2 separate regions of the Gossypium hirsutum genome follow, and region 2 is linked to region 1. A link is a contact called in public Hi-C data. All regions are on one chromosome and are shown on one strand. The core of a region is the stretch at or near the end of the contact, and the rest is flanking DNA. Distances in the headings are between cores, read along the strand shown.

Region 1 (2,822 bases), core at 74-2,573:
TCAAACTACTTTCTGACTCTGCCTTCACAACAGGTTTTTGCTGAGGTTTATCCTCTTTTACCCCTTCCACTCCTCTCTGTTTAACTTCCTCCATGTACTGCTTCTCATAACTGATAAATATAAACACCTTACATCATAATTAGAATTTGATTGCTAACCCTAAATTATCATAATCATCACATCATCATCATAATTAAACACTTACGGTGCAACATGAGTGCTTACAAGAGTGAAATATATCCTCCAAAAATTCCTTTCTTTCATCAAACGAGGACACAATTCATATCTCAATTTCTTGATTTCCTGCATAAGAATAATATGTTTTGCATAAATTAATTATTGGAAGTATAAAATCTGAAATGTTTCATGCAATTCTTACTAAACTTAAGTCTAGCTTGACATTTCCTTTTGGAATACAAAATTATAATGATACAAAGAATTGACTTCAGGGAAAGAGCATCTCAATGCCAAATTCAGCAATTAGGATTAAACACAACTACAGAGTAGAGCCAAACGCAGCCTTAGAACTACAAAATCTATAGCGAAATGTAACAAACGCACACACACATATATACCTTCACAGTAGTAAGAACAAGAGTGGCATGCCTCTCTTGCCATTCACTCAGATCCTTCCGTACATTGGACCCCGCAGTAGTCGAATCGGACGGCTCTGGTTCGTCTACAATGAAATTTAAAACTTCCAGACAATTTTATCTTTCAGAAGAAAAGAAACACACGAGAGAAATGCATTAAACGAAAAGTTTACCTTGGACAGGGGAAGGGAAGTTCTGGAAAGTAGTAGAAGTAAAGCCTTTGACAAAATCTCTCAAATCATCGGTGAGTCCGAACTTGCGGAGCTCCGACTCGGGGATAGGAGGAGGATCGGAAGAAGTGGAGGCGGGAGAGGAAATGGATAGGGAGGAGAGTTGAGGAGGGATAAAATCGGAAATGGACTTAGAGATGGATTGGATTTGGATTTGGTCGGCTTGTTTGAGAGCGGCAGTTTTGAGCTCATCGGCTTTCTTGGTGGCTTCGACAGCGAGTTCCTTGGACTTCTTGGCGGTTTCAGCGACAAGATCGGCCAATTTGTTGGGCGAAGTTAGGGTTTGCGATTTCTTAGCTGCTTCTTCAGCGAATGACTTCGCTCGCTTCCAAAAATCTTCCATCTTGGGGATCTGATAGATTTGATTCTTCGCTTTCTCTGTTTCCCTGTTTGCCGTCTTAAGAACTTCGCTTTTACTTCTTGAAGGACTCTTACGAAACGGCGCCGTTTCCAGAGTCAATAGATCTCTAGATCCCGGCTACTATTCTTATTTAAAAAGTTTTTTTATAATTAATTAAAATTCAAATAAAAAGCTTTTTAATTATGTGATAATTATTTGAAGTGGGTCCCACTGTTTAAGGCCTAGCTTGGGTGGGCTGGATCTAACGGTTGTACGAATGACAAAGTCGCAGTTCCTATTTCAGTTTAATTTTTTTATTTTTCATTTTTGCAAAATTAAAGTCATTATTCAATTATTAAAAGGACAAATAACCATATAGTTTTTTTTTAAATAGTAATTAAAAATTCCTGACTGTTTGTTAACTTCACTTAATCCATAATTATCCTTTCTTTAAATCCTCAATTAAAGCCTCCTATTTTACCAAAAATATAATATGCTCATGTTGTTTAAACATGATTGAATTAGTCATCAGACCGGTTGAAGTAAAAATCGACAATGATTGATTCAAAAAGTAATTTTAAACTGATTAAATTAAGAAGTAATACAAACTAATCAAACTAATTGAACAAACAATTAAATTAATTTTTTTATTTTTAATAATTTTTTAATTAAATCAGTTGAACGGATGAAACCAGTAAATTACTTATCTAATCGGTTATCCATAGATGCCAGTTGATTTCAGTCTTATCATCCATCCGCCCAATCCACTATTCTGAATTTCAGTGAACCAAAAAGTAGGCCTAGCTCTCTGAGGCTACCATGCTTCAAACTCGGCCGAAAAGTCCGATTCATGTATATATATTTTAAAAAGGAAAAACCTTAGTAATTGAAGAAAAATAAAAAATAGTTATGTTGGAATTACGTCGGATAAATAAATGAGAAAAATAAAGAACTGTGGCAACATAATTTCAAGCATATCCAGCTTGACATTTAACAACAATTCCATGGCAAACGCAGACTCAAAGTATCATCAAGTAAAACAATATGACATTGCAAATATTATCACTTTGAGATTCAGTTCAATAACATGAACGATGCAATATGTTCTCGGAACTGAATGAATTTAGCGTATGGGCTGAGATTATGGACAAAAAATATTCTGGGTAAATAGTAGGAAAAAAGAATACGAACAATGAACACTCTTTATCTGACGATAAAAGATGATACTATGAACAAATTGAAAAAACCAAAACCAGATGCTCCAATGGTATATGAAAATGATAAGACATTGCTTACAGCTCAATTTACATGCATGAGATCACCCCCCCCCCAACCCAAAATATAATTTTGATAAGCGCAAAATAATATATTTGTATAACCTATGGATTGAATAGAGAAGTATTCAGAATCTACAGCAAAGGAAGCCCTGTCTCCAACCTCGGTGCTTCCTGTAATGTCTCCTCTCAGCTTTTGCCATTCTTACCGGGCTGCTATTCCATTCAGATTGCAATCTGTAGGAATGAACAATATCCAAGCAGCCTATGATTAGTTTTGGGTTGGATATGAAGGACAAGTTATGTGCAAGAAACGAATGGTACTTACATGAAGGACAAGTTATGTGCAAGAAACGAATGGTACTTACATAGGGAAGGCAAAAGA
Region 2 (2,779 bases), core at 45-2,544, 140 kb after region 1:
CCCTATTTGGCTTTATTCCTTAGTCCTCACTAAATTTGCCGAGCACTAGGCACCACATTTTCCCACAACCACCCATACTAATAACATTTTCTTCGAACTCATTGATTTTCACTTCCTCGACCATTGTGCCATGGAATTAAGAATTTGTTGGGGAGTTGCCAACATGGCTATCTACCCATTGATTCTCTAGGACTTCACATTCACCTATATATCCTCAATCATGCATGTACTTAAATGCAACAAACTCATTTTGGGAACAACCTAAAGACATTGATTATTACTCTTTTTAACCTAGGATTGTAAATTTTGGCCCAACCTAAATTTGATGCTCGTCAATATTGAAAAAAAGGAAAAGCTAAATCTACTTAAGTCTTCTTCATGGTTTTTTTCCTCTTGTTTTATTTATAAAATTATTATTTTAATAAATAATGTCATGTTAAAAAAATAGAAAAATATATATTCATTTATTTATATGTATTTTTTTATAATTTTGTATGTATTTTTATAAAATATTTTATATTTTTATCAAAAAATGAACGTTTAAATATTTTTTATTTTTTAAAGTTTTCTAAATTTTATTTTTGATTTTATAAAAATCAAGTCTAAATTGACATAATGTGTAAGGTTGAAGGTTAAGCTTATTGAATTTTTTGAAATTAAGACCAAATTGATAATATTTGTAAATATTAAAAGGCTAAATTTGTTATTATGTCAAAGAAAAATAGTCACATCAATACTTTGTTAGTGATTTAATGGACGAGTGATCAAAATAATAAATTTCAATAATATTAGTGACTAAAATAAAAAATTTTAAACCTAAATAGCCAAAACAAAAACATTAATAATTGGAGGATTATTTATATAGTTTACCCAAAATTTTAAGACATGTATTCATAAATTCATCAAGGTAGGAATAAAATTATGGAAAAATTGAAACTTATCCGACTTTTCTAGATGTACCTTTCCATAGGTTAAGGGTACTTAATATTTTCAGAAAATTAATTAAGCCCTTAATTTTTTTTATCCAATTACGTTATTGAATTGTAAAAATACACACCTAATTAAATCTTGACAAGTTACCGTTAAAGTCCAATGATTTTGTTTTTTTGGTTATGTTTGCCTCATGCAACATTGATATTTTCTTTATATATTTTAATAAATATAAAATTAATAAAAATCATAAATTTTCATATCGACGTACCTTAGTGATGGATAAAAAAGCATGTGGAGTCAACCTGAAAAGTCTTTAAGCATGTGGAGTCAACCTGAAAAGTCTTTACTTATTATTTTATTTTCCTTTTCCTAAAAAATGGGGAGCTTCTTAGTAGTTTCAAAAAGAAACAAATTAAAAGAAGGGAACAATGGTTATGAGAAATTCATATAAATGCTTTATTGCTCCTACTTCAGACAACTGTTAGCTTCATACAAAGGTAGGCACAATTTATTAACAATTAATGATAATAAACTTTCCTTCTTTTGTTGCTTAATTAACTTCAATGCTTGTGCTGTGCAGAAAAATATATCTGCATATTTGTGAAGGCAAAGGAAAAAGAAGGGACGACATTTCAAGTTACATAAAGATGGGAACATGGATATGGATATGGATATGCATATGCGGTGGATTCCTAAGTCCAAAATGGAAATGGTTCAGATGGCCTGAGCGACTGGTTATTTTCACCTTTGGTATTTTCACCATTTCCTTCCTACTTCCTACTTCATATGTGTGTATATATATATATATATTAAGGATTAATCTGTTTTTAGTAGGATTTATCACTTTCATTACATACGTGTCTTCTTTTTCACTTTTTTCTTACTGATTGAGTATTGTTTATAACTAGATATAGTGAACTACTTATTATGATTAACTAAAGCATATAGATGTGAGGCTCCTGTTCAGCTAATCCCTTGCGATCTTAATTATATACTCTCAGTTCAATAACCCCAAGAATTTCATTTTGGCCATATTTATAGGTCTTGTTTTCAGCAAGGGCTTGATGACTTTAGTGCTGCAGAACCTATCGTCATTCCTAACAGATTCCTTGAATTTGAAACTAAAAGAAGCAATTACAATCGTCAATCTTCAAGAAGGTCTAAGGAATATGTTGCAGATATGTGTCGCCCTCTGCATTGATGCCTATCTTGGCTACCGATGGATGTTGATTCTTTCTAGTCTTCTATATTCTGCTGTAAGTTTGATATTAATTTCAAAATCATTTACTGGGCTGTTGCTGCGTCACCCCAGCAAACATACATATCCCACGCTCACAGCCAAGTTTGAATAACATAGATTTATATCATGCAGGGACTTTTCCTCTTAGCACTCTCAGTGCCTGGTGGTGAACGATGTCCTTCGAATTGTTTTAAGGAACTAAAGCATACGAGTTTCTGGGAAGGATTAACTCTTGTGATTGTGGGTGGGGCCGCTCAAGTTATTCCCCTTTACGCCCTATCTTTCGAGCAAACCAGGGTCGATAAAATCCCGGAAGACTATGAACCAGCAAGGGTTCAAGTTGGATGCTTTAGGTTTAGGGTCAAAATAGGAGGCTGGCGGAACTTTCTGCAGAAAGTAATCAGATGGCTTCTTTTTCTATTCTTGAGAACGGGAGCCCTAACATCAGTCTATGGTTTTTTCTTTTATTACGACAAATGGCAGCAACATTTTTTCCAATCTGCCGTTGCCATAATCATTGGTTTACTTTGGTTTCTTTGTGGCTTTCCTTTCTATGGCCCTCGTCGACTGCAGCGAAGTCCGCTTTCGATTATGCTGCATACCTTG

The links. Hi-C and Micro-C count contacts between places; a contact is called where the count stands out from the background.
Region 2: a contact with region 1 is called in a Hi-C map of leaf, with 2.0 times the contacts expected there. The contact joins the promoter of LOC107934731 here to the promoter of LOC107934772 in region 1. A contact is called at or near these places in 5 of 34 Hi-C or Micro-C datasets (anther, leaf and petal).

Annotation. Positions count from the first base shown.
Region 1 is chrA12:93,940,724-93,943,545 of Gossypium_hirsutum_v2.1, forward strand. It overlaps LOC107934772, which reads right to left and starts at 1,324. Exons shown (of 6, transcript XM_041083130.1): 1 at 767-1,324; 2 at 576-679; 3 at 206-303; 4 at 1-110. The coding sequence starts at 1,166. LOC107934767 reads right to left here. Exons shown (of 5, transcript XM_016867273.2): 4 at 2,806-2,822; 5 at 2,348-2,674. The coding sequence ends at 2,566.
Region 2 is chrA12:94,081,233-94,084,011 of Gossypium_hirsutum_v2.1, forward strand. LOC107934731 (protein NRT1/ PTR FAMILY 5.5) reads left to right here and starts at 1,295. Exons shown (of 5, transcript XM_016867232.2): 1 at 1,295-1,430; 2 at 1,514-1,683; 3 at 1,975-2,189; 4 at 2,306-2,779. The coding sequence starts at 1,581.